Linked DNA regions of Sus scrofa: regions 2 and 3 are each linked to region 1. Evidence: chromatin contacts called from public HiChIP or PLAC-seq data. All regions are on one chromosome and are shown on one strand. The core of a region is the stretch at or near the end of the contact, and the rest is flanking DNA. Distances in the headings are between cores, read along the strand shown.

Evidence for each region. HiChIP or PLAC-seq counts read pairs in DNA pulled down with a chosen protein or histone mark.
Region 2: an H3K27ac HiChIP or PLAC-seq map of alveolar macrophages shows a contact between it and region 1. The contact joins two enhancer-like sites. A contact is called at or near these places in 9 of 47 Hi-C or Micro-C datasets (alveolar macrophages, embryonic fibroblasts, epiblast stem cells and 5 more) and 2 of 2 datasets of contacts at active chromatin or transcription factors (alveolar macrophages and skeletal muscle).
Region 3: an H3K27ac HiChIP or PLAC-seq map of alveolar macrophages shows a contact between it and region 1. The contact joins two enhancer-like sites. A contact is called at or near these places in 1 of 47 Hi-C or Micro-C datasets (retroperitoneal adipose tissue) and 1 of 2 datasets of contacts at active chromatin or transcription factors (alveolar macrophages).

The regions. Positions count from the first base shown.
Region 1 is chr1:190,185,871-190,189,375 of Sscrofa11.1, reverse strand. No RefSeq gene overlaps it. Among named protein-coding and RNA genes, the nearest start is that of TMEM30B, 16 kb to the right of the region's middle. Within about 2 kb of position 1,950, at least 8 of the 83 cell types and tissues checked have an H3K27ac peak or open chromatin away from gene starts, as enhancers often do. A contact at or near this core is called in alveolar macrophages, where this site is marked.
Region 2 is chr1:190,665,217-190,668,721 of Sscrofa11.1, reverse strand. It overlaps HIF1A (hypoxia inducible factor 1, alpha subunit (basic helix-loop-helix transcription factor)), which reads right to left. Exons shown (of 15, transcript NM_001123124.1): 9 at 3,301-3,505; 10 at 2,182-2,471; 11 at 192-314; 12 at 1-57. Among named protein-coding and RNA genes, the nearest start is that of SNAPC1, 11 kb to the left of the region's middle. Within about 2 kb of position 1,976, at least 4 of the 83 cell types and tissues checked have an H3K27ac peak or open chromatin away from gene starts, as enhancers often do. A contact at or near this core is called in alveolar macrophages, where this site is marked.
Region 3 is chr1:190,513,542-190,517,046 of Sscrofa11.1, reverse strand. No RefSeq gene overlaps it. Among named protein-coding and RNA genes, the nearest start is that of HIF1A, 110 kb to the left of the region's middle. Within about 2 kb of position 1,821, at least 32 of the 83 cell types and tissues checked have an H3K27ac peak or open chromatin away from gene starts, as enhancers often do. A contact at or near this core is called in alveolar macrophages, where this site is marked.

The DNA of each region.
Region 1 (3,505 bases), core at 701-3,200:
CACATGAAAAAATGCTCAACATCACTGATTATAAGAGAAATGCAAATCAAAACTACCATGAGATATCACCTCACACCAGTCAGAATGGCCACCATTAATAAATCCACAAATAACAAGTGCTGGAAGGGCTGTGGAGAAAAGGGAACCCTCCTGCACTGTTGGTGGGAATGTAAACTGGTACAGCCACTATGGAGAACAGTTTGGAGATACCTTAGAAATCTATACATAGAACTTCCATATGACCCAGCAATCCCACTCTTGGGCATCTATCCGGACAAAACTCTACTTAAAAGAGGCACGAGCACCCGCATGTTCCTTGCAGCACTATTCACAATAGCCAAGACATGGAAACAACCCAAATGTCCATCGACAGATGATTGGATTCGGGAGATGTGGTATATATACACAATGGAATACTACTTAGCCATAAAAAAGAATGACATAATGCCATTTGCAGCAACATGGATGGAACTAGAGAATCTCATCCTGAGTGAAATGAGCCAGAAAGACAAAGACAAATACCATATGATATCCCTTATAACTGGAATCTAATATCCAGCACAAATGAACATCTCCTCAGAAAAGAAAATCATGGACTTGGAGAAGAGACTTGTGGCTGCCTGATGGGAGGGGGAGGGAGTGGGAGGGATCAGGAGCTTGGGCTTATCAGACACAACTTAGAATAGATTTACAAGGAGATCCTGCTGAATAGCATTGAGAACTTTGTCTAGATACTCATGTTGCAACAGAAGAAAGGGTGGGGGAAAAATGTAATTGTAATGTATACATGTAAGGATAACCTGACCCCCTTGCTGTACAGTGGGAAAATAAAAAAAAAAAAAAAAAGATGCTGCTTGGACTTGGAATTGCTGTAGCTGTGGCATAGCCTGAAGCTTCAGCTAATTCGACCTATAGCCTGGGAACTCCCATATGCCACGGGTGCAGCCCTTAAAAAGCAAAAAAAAAAAAAAAAAAAGACAGAAAAAACTTACATATGGAAAGACCTTTCTAAATCACTTTCACTTTCTAAAAGGTCAGATAGTATTCAAACTATATGAAAAAAAATGTGCTTTATCCTTTGAAACATTTACTTTAAACATTTACTTTCTAACAATGGATAAATATATATGACCACACAGTGTTATATCAAATAATGCAGCTTGTTAAATTCTGCAGCTGTGAGCTGCAGTGCTCTAGTTTGATTTCAGGCTAGATGAGGTGCACTTAGGAATAGCACCTGTGGTATAATATAACACACAGTGAATAACATTTAGCAAGAGATCTTATAAAACTGAAGAAATCTCTAAATTAGGATCAGGAGGATGGAAGGAAAGTAACTTAGCAGTTAGAGACCTATGATCGAGAAAAGCAAGAAAGAAGGCTCTCGTTTGTAGAGAACTGAGCAAGGCTTTGCTTATCTCAAGAAAACTGTCAGGGAGATGAGAAAGTAAGACTGAATACCTGAAAGGCAAATGGTGACAAAGCTTCTGCCAGGTTTGGGGCCGAGAATGCTCTGGTTTGAAGCAGAGTAGATGGGAGGTTTGGATAACAAACCGCCCTTTTACTCAGAGATGTTTGCATATGGAAACAGGCCCACGTGACGTGGTTTTAGTAAATGTCAAATGGCAGCTAGCATCCCTAATTAAAATAATCAAAAATGTGTTTCCTCTCAAGCTGTCTCTGTATTATAGGGGATAAGAGGTCATGATTGGAGCCAAACTGCCAAGGCCTAAATTCTGGCTCCTCCACTCATCCCTGGATAAGTTACCAACCCTCTCAGTACCTTAGTCTCTATCTCTAAAATGGGAATAACACCTGATTGCACCAGTCTCAAAGGATTCTTTTGAGGATTGAGTTAATGCATGTAAACTGCTTACAACCCTGTCTGCCCCACAGTATATGCTTGAGCAATATTACCACATGGTATGACTATGGAACAGATAATCAACTTCCTTCCTCTGAAGGAAGTGAGCACACAGAGTGGCTGGTGGAGAGAAACAGGAGTGAACGCACACATCCCTCACACACACACTGGAAACTCTAACAGCCTCACTCAGACATCGTGGGACCTAACACCCTTTAATGAGTGCATGAGTCGTTTTCCCCAAGCAAAGGTTTGTGGTTTTAAACCTCAGAGTTCTGAGTAAAATAAATTAAAAAAAAAAAAACTAAAATTGAAGGTAATAACCATAAAAACAAAACAAGGCCTAAACTCCCAAATCAGGAGAAAACTTATTCTATCTTCACACTTGGCTGCATAATTTTGGAAGCAGGAAAATCTGTTCCTTCCAGACTCTATGGAATACCTAATGCGGACACTGGCCTGACCTGAAGAGTGCAAAGTCTAATGAAGACGGCTTTGCATGACTTCCATACAACACAGTACTCTGACTGAGGTTTGTGCCGGTGCCATGGCAGTCGTTGGCAGAAAGGACTCGCTCCTGCCTGAGTGAGCTGGGAAGACAACGGACCTGGGTTATAGAGTGAATGGAAATGAGCGGTGTAGACCAAGTGTTCATTTATTCATTCCAACGATATTTATTGAGGACCTACTATGTTCTAAGAACTGTGCTGGATCGTGGAGATAGGATGTAGAGGAAAGTAGAGCTGATTGTACAGTCCGAGGGTGCACTAACAGAAAATTACCATATGGTGTGATAAGGGCTGTGATAGGGAGGGAACTTATCTGATATGCAGAAGCAAGGGGAGCGTTCCCTTCCCAGAGGCAGAGGCATCTAAGCTGGTAATTATGCAGGAGAGGTAGGTGGAGAGCACAGCACTGCAGAGGGGACAGTGCTGCAGAGGTGGGAGGCTGATACACTGACAGGTGTGTCTAAGGACAGACTACAGAGTTTGAGACGGAGGAGATAAAGCCAGAGAGGTGGGAAGAGCCCAGGGCCTTATGTTCACGTTGAGTTTGGATCTGTCTTGAGGGAGATGAGAGGCTATTGAAGGTTTCCAGCAGGATCTAAACAAGGTGACATCCCATTATGTGAGGATCAGTCTGGCTAAAACGTAAAAAAATGGGTTCAGAGGGACCAAGACTAGGAGAAGGTAACAATCATCATCCAACTGAGAGATGATCCAGCCTATGTCCAGGGTAGCGGCAGAATGCACATTAAGGGGAAGGAGTTCCCTGGAGGCTCAGTGGACTAAGGACCTGGCACTGTCATTGCTATGGTGAGGGTTTGATCCCGCACCTGGGAACTTATGCAAGCTGAAGGTGTGAAAGGACATGGGGAATAAAGGGGAAAGAGGACTGAGTCTGACCGTCAGATCTCCGCATGGGCAATGGCACAGATGAAGGTGGCACTGCCCCTGAGCGGGCAGGCTAGTTTGGAGCTGAGCATGGTGAGTTCCACTTTTGATTAGTTAAGTTTAAAAGTGCCAGAAGACATCTCAGTGGAAGAAGTGGATACATGAGCTGAAGATACACACTGGGAAACATCAACCCCTAAAGGTAAGCAGAGTCTTAGACACAGGTAAGACTGCTCCGGGAAACTGT
Region 2 (3,505 bases), core at 727-3,226, 480 kb before region 1:
GAAGTCATCATCCATTGGGATATAAGGAGCTAACATCTCCAAGTCTAAATCAGTGTCCTTTAAAATAACAAATATATGTATTTTTAGAATGGCCACACCTTATAAAAGAACACCAAGTTAAACCCAAAGCCATTTGAGAGTAAAAATTAATAAAGTTTAATAGAAAATATGTAATAAACAAATGTATATACCTGAGTAGAAAATGGATTCTTTGCCTCTGTGTCTTCAGCAAAAAGTTTCTCTACCAATTCCAACTTGAATTCATTGACCATATCACTATCCACATCAAAACAATATTCACTGGGACTGTTAGGCTGTAAAAAGAATTAATTACTTTTCCCTAAAGAAGCCTGCATAAATATTTTGCTAGTTGTTAGAATTTGTAAATTTGATCTCAGATGATACACAATAAAGTCTATCTCCTCTATCAAATTTTATCAAACTAGTGATAAACATTTGAGCTTACATGTAAAATTTTGCCAATATATCCATTTCTAATTGTATAACATTATTTATAAAATTAAAAGACTCATTTATCTACTTACTCTAAAGAATAAAACTCACCCAATAATTCACCTAGAATTCTCTAGAATCTAACTGTGCACTGAAAAGCCACACTGCTGTGGTGATCTACCAAAAATTTCACAGCTACTCTGAAAGGCAGGGCAGGCATGGAGGTGGAGACTTAAGTTTTTACTTGTACTCACCTTAATGAATTTAGTACTAGTTTAAAATTTTAACCAAAAAACTATAGCTATACTTTTTTTTTCTTGGAATGACTGCAGCCAAGGCATATGGAAGTTCCCAGGCCAGGGATGAATCTGAGCCATAGCTACAGCAATGCCACATCCTTTAACCTACTGCACTAGGCCAGGGAGCAGACATGCACTCCACAGTGACCCGAGGTGCCGAGATCAGGTTCTTAACCCACTGTGCCACAGTGGGAACTCCCTATAGCCATGTATTCTAAGCATAAACTTTTGCTACCCTCATCTTAACATTTTTGTTAGATTTACATTTGTTGGATGAAAAATGAAATGCATAAAATATTTTTGTGCTAGGCAAACTGAGCAATCAGAGAATAGGATATATTCCCCAGAAGATGAGATGTCAAATCTATTTTTAGCTTGCCAGTTTGAATCAATAAATACTTAATGTAATTTACCAGGTATTAAAGCTTATTTGAGCCTCATTTATCAAGCCATAATAATCAAATCTGAGCTGTCCTATTCATAAGCATGTTTTTAGATACCAGAAAATGTGAAATCAAATCATTTTAGATTTAGAAATAGAGCCCTATGTGATACCTTTAGTCTTGGCCCAGCCTAGCCCTTTAAAGACTACTTTTATTCTGTTTATAGAAAAACTAATATCAAGTCAGCCACCAAATTATTTATTTAAAAAAATTTTTTTTCTTTTCTAGGGCCACACTTGTGGCATATGGAAGGTCGCAGGCTAGAGGTTGAATCGGAGCTGCAGCTGCTGGCCTCCACCACAGCCACAGCAATATGGGATCCGAGCCATGTCTGCGACCTACACCACAGCTTGCAGCAACGCTGGATCCTTAACCCACGGAGCAAGGCCAGGGATCAAACCTGCATTCTCATGGATACTAGTTGGGTTCTTTACTGCTGATCCATGACAGGAACTCCAGAAATTGAGTTAAAAAGTTATTAAGTATTTATTCTGTGTGAGACTAGGTATTTTCATGTTACACTTATGCAGAATTTCAAAACAGTGATGGAAACTGTATTAAATTGAGCAAAGAGCTTAGGGTCCTTTCCCTTTTAAGCTTTGCTAATAATAAGCCCTTTGCCACTGGATAGTTCTCCAACTCAAAGGGTAATATGAATGGGCTTGCAGCGATTGTAGGCACACAGTACTGTTCTCTGTGGATGTCTAAGTTCAAGATGTTTTTTGTCCGACTGAGGTAGATACAAAGAGGAACAACATGTGTGACCTTTTGCCTTATGTTAAGGCAGCTCCTTCCCATGTTCCTATCTTAAGCCAAAAACATGCACTGAGTTCTAAGTTAGCCATAGCTCTTGTAGTAATGTTAAAAATGCTAAAATTTACACAAAACTATGACATGTGCTTCAAATTAAAGTTTTAATAAAATTTAAAAATACACCCCTAAACATTAAAATCTGTAAGTTATCCTTTTCTTATCATGATACCTACCTCAGGTGAACTCTGTCTAGTGCTTCCATCAGAAGGACTAGCTGGCTGATCTTGAATCTGGGGCATGGTAAAAGAAAGTTCCAGGGACTCTGGATTTGGTTCTAACTTTAATGCAACTTCCTGATTGAGTGCAGGGTCAGCACTAGTACTTCTAAGTGGCTTTGGAGTTTCAGAGGCAGGCAATGGAGACATTGCCAAATTTATGTTCTGCATTTTTTCATTGGATGAGGGGAGCATTACATCATTATACAATGGAACTTCCTCAAGTTGTTGATCATCAGTTTCTGTGTCTGTAGGGGAAAAAAAAGTCAGTCAATTTAAAGACTGTCTATATTTTAACATATACAGAAACTAAGATCCCCTCCCCCCCTTTTTAAAGAATGCTTTATATTATATGGAGGTTTCCGGGCTAGGGGTCGAATCGGAGCTGTAGCCGCCAGCCTACACCACAGCCACAGCCACTCAGGATCCAAGCCGTGTCTCTGACCTATGCCACAGCTCATGGCAACACTGGATCCTTAACCCATTGAGCGAGGCCAGGGACTAAACCCGAAACCTCATAGTTCCTAGTCGGATTTGTTTCTGCTGTGCCACGACGGGGACTCCTAAGACCCCCTTTTACAAAAGGTTGAGTTCACTATAACAAAAATGGTAACAAATTTCACTTAATCCAGAAGTCTATGATTTTACAGTATAACCCTAAGTCTGAGTTACCTTTCTACTCCAATGCTGACAACTCCCATTAATACATATAGCATGCACCCCCCTGCAATTCCAACATCTCATACCTTTCATTCTTTAAAATTTAACCAAGCCTGAAATTAGGTTTCTTTTTCAATGTTTGATATTATGGTAAGACTGCTTATTTATCCTTTAATGCAACTATGCCTACTGCAATAGAACTACTGTGAAGAAATACGACAGTAGGATATAGAGTAGTTGAGAAAAATTAAAACTGGGAGAAGAAATACCTTAAGAACACTTTGAAGCACAATTTCCAACAATGTGACAAAAGCAGGAATTCTGAGAAATTACAGGGCAAACACCACAAGGTCCAAATGATTATACCACCAAAAAATATTAAAGTTTAGGCAATTAGCAAAATAACTAAAGACCCACCATTGCTGCCAAAATCTAAAGATATGATTGTGTCTCCAGCAGCTGGGGCCAACAAAGTTAAAGCATCAGGTTCCTTCTTAAGTTTATCAAAGAGGCTACTTGTATCTTCTGATTCAACTTTGGTAAATAGCTGAGTCATTTTCATGTCTGAAGATTCAACTGGTTTGAGGACACATTCTGTTTGTTGAAGGGAGAAAATCAAGTC
Region 3 (3,505 bases), core at 572-3,071, 330 kb before region 1:
AGTCAGGGTTCTCTTCATAAGACGGAAGCTTTAGGTCCTGGTATTAGCTGTCCCTGCCCTAGGGTAATAAGACTGCCTTGTACCTCCCCAAGTACCAGGGGAGTAAATAAGATAATAATTGTAAGACTCTCAAACGTCACCTTCCTTTGAAGTCTTCTTCAGATAAAGTGGGTCATGTTTTGTTTAGGGATCCAGTAGCACAGTCTTCACACCTAAGTGCTAACATTGGCTGGGTTTTTTGTTTTGTTTTATTTTTTGTAATTTTAATTGTCTCCCCTACCAGCCTTTGAGGCCAGGGGTGAGGCCTTAGTCACCTCTGCAGCTGGAGCAGCAGCATACTGTAGATTCTCATAAATCTTTGTGAAATAAATAAAAGAATTTCCCATCCTTCTTTCCTTGGTGTAACTTCCTGAACCAATTTGACTTCCAAATCCTAATACCCTTCAGGCCCTAATCCATCATCTTTGATAAGTCACTTTCAGGCTTTGGTCTCCTCAGATCTAAGACAGAGTGGGAAGAGCCATAGATAGCATTGGCCTCACGTATCTGCTTTGTCCCTTACCTGCTGTGTGACATTAGGAAAATTGTTTAACCTCTCTGAACTTTAGTTTCCACTGAGATGTAGGGGTAATATTAGTGCCTTTGTGTGCATAAGATGTAAGAATTAAAGTATTCAGCATGTACCTGGCATGGACGAGTACCCAGTGTACATTAACTTCTTTGATTTTTTTTTTTTAATATTTTTCTCCTATCTGAATGGAGCTAACCCAGGCCATTTAAAAATGATTAAGACTTTTTGAATACTTACTGTGCCAGGAGCTACCTTGAGGTAGGTATTATTATAAACACTGCATGCTACAGGTGAAGATACTGAAGTTCAGGGAGTCACCCAGTAAGAGGACAGAAGCAGAGTCAGAGCAATCTGGTCACAGAGCTCATGCTTCTCTCCATCTCAGCACACTGCTCTTCTTGTTGCGTTTGGCATTATTTAGCCTCACTACGTTCCCCCTTAACTCTTCCCATGCCCATCCATTGACAATTTTTCTGGGCACCCCAGAGCCCACATCAGTCTGGAGGTAGGCCAGGAGGATTCTGGATCAGCTTAACACACGAATGATCTTTCTCAGCTAAAAGTCCACACGGAACCCTTGTAGCTACTTCTCAGAGAATGTTGTGAAAAGTTCAGTTTCAGAACCCTTGAAGAGCTGTGGCCTCAGACCAGTCATCATCGTGAGTAACAGGCACCCCTCACCTCATGAAAATGCAGCCTGTGGAAAATTGCAGACTTATTTTAAAAAAATCAATGTATGTGTGTAGGATGGATGTTGTGCCCTATGTAAAAATCCCTCACTTTATAAAGTAAGGTGCTTCAGGCTTCCTTTATTTAGCAATCTTTCCTCCGTACTTACAGTGATTTAATTTTTTAAAAATTCCATTTATGTGAAACTTTACAGGGACATAGCTATTAAGCCAAGTATGGTCCTGTGATCTTGCTATTAATGGGAAATTGCTGCAAACTTGGCCTTATCTGACCCTTTCCCTTGCATTGTTCGCTGAAAAATTTTCCTCTGAGGAGGTAATGTTTTGAATCCACTGATAAGAAGAATATCCTTGAAAATCATTCAACTAGCACAATAGAAAAAAGTTAATTTTGCCTGTGCGGGGAGCTCCCATCCACCACTGCCACCTTTTCCCAGCTCTGGAAAATTACAAAGTTTCTACCCCTAGTGTTTCAAAACTTGCAGAGCCTCTGGGAATCAGCAGTGAAGGATCTGGCCACCAGCCAGTAGCAATGGGCAGGAGCTTATGACATTATGGAACTTAGAGGCCAGTGAAGGAAGAAACGGGTCCAAGAGCTGGCCTCCCAAGGCTGGCCTGGGCTGTTCCCAGGCAAGCTGTCCTGGCACTGCATCCAGTGAAGATTAATAGTGTGCTTTTCTGACCAGCCTGCTAGTGCTGGGGCATAAAATCACGGCCCCAAAGGCAGAAAGCAAGGAGAAGGAAGAGCGGGAGGAGGAAGAGTGAGGATGAGAATCCATACGATCTTGGAGTGAAACATGAAGCGTATACTTTCATTACATGTTCAGAAAGTTAAGACCATACTCAAATATAAAACAGAAGCTATGGATTGCCAGGGACTTGAAGCTCCTCAAACATCACCAGCCTGCACTGAAAAAGAATGAGGAACCCAAGCATTGTGTAATGTTTAGAAGTGGCTGCAAGTTTATATTTCAGGAGAACCTGACCTAGTGAAGCCTCCCCTGACTCATGCTTATGGGCTGGAGTTCATGTCCATTGCTGGAAAAGGTTGACATTTCCTTGTAAAGCAACGAAATGTGGATATAAGGCTCAGGGCAGCTCAGACATCCTTGGCAAGCTGTTCTCCACAATCTTGTACCTACTTCTTTTAACAGGATCTGACTAGGGTGAGGCCAGCAGGTGTACTGGATGGAAGATTTAAGGGGGTCCTGGCTCTGAGGGTTGTGCAAGTTCAGGGTCAGCCCTGAGAGTCAGGGCCTCCCTAAGTCTTACTCCCTGGGTGCCTCCCTTTCCTCCCTGCCCTGCCTTTCAAACTCCCCACTCAGAACCCCCCCCAATTCTAAGTCACTTGGTTTGAGATGGGGTGTAGGTAGTTTGAAAAGCCCCTCAGGTGATCCTAACCTGCAGTCAGTGGGGAGAACATTGCTTTAAGGGAACAAGGATTGGTGGCAAATTGAAGGAATCCAACTGAAAGCCAAGAATCAACCTTGACTTTATCCTTTCCTATTATGTTAACTGTAGAAAAAAATTCTTGCCAGCTTCATGTTGGTTCAGTCTTTTCCTTATATTTTAGGTCACCAAGGATTCTGTATAGGATTGCCAGCTAAGGCACGAGACCCCCAGTTAATCAGGATTTCTGATAAACAGCAAATAATTTTTTTAGACTTATCTGAAATTCAAATTCAACTAGGCACTCTGTATTTTTTTGAGCTAAACCTGGTGACCCACATTCTGCAGGACAGGCCAAAATATGTGGACTTGATTGTACAGGGCAGCCTTTCCTGAGTTTGCATTATAGAACACAAGTTGCAATGGTTATAATGTGTATATGTCAAGAAAAACATTTCCATAGTTAAATAAATATAACAAACATTGGGTTAAACCAAGTTAACCCAGATTTTTTGACTGCATAACTTCTCAAATCCTTTAATATCCAAATGCATACTGTGACCCTCAAGTTGGAGACTTGCAGAGTTCCCAAACTTACACAACTGGGCAGGAGCCAGGGGCATCTTATTAGAACTATTGTTCCAGAACTCTTAAAAGTAGAAAACACTGAGAGGTGGGGTGCTACTGGAGGGTTTTAACAGGCAAGTGACAAAGTCAGACTAATGATTGAGATAGATAATGACACTTTTTTTTTTTCCCAGTGAGGCAAATAAGTGTTTATTAAAAGAGAGAAAAGACGTATGGAGAAACACATAGGCAGGCTGTGGTGGGAGGATGGAGGAGTGTGGGGGAGAGA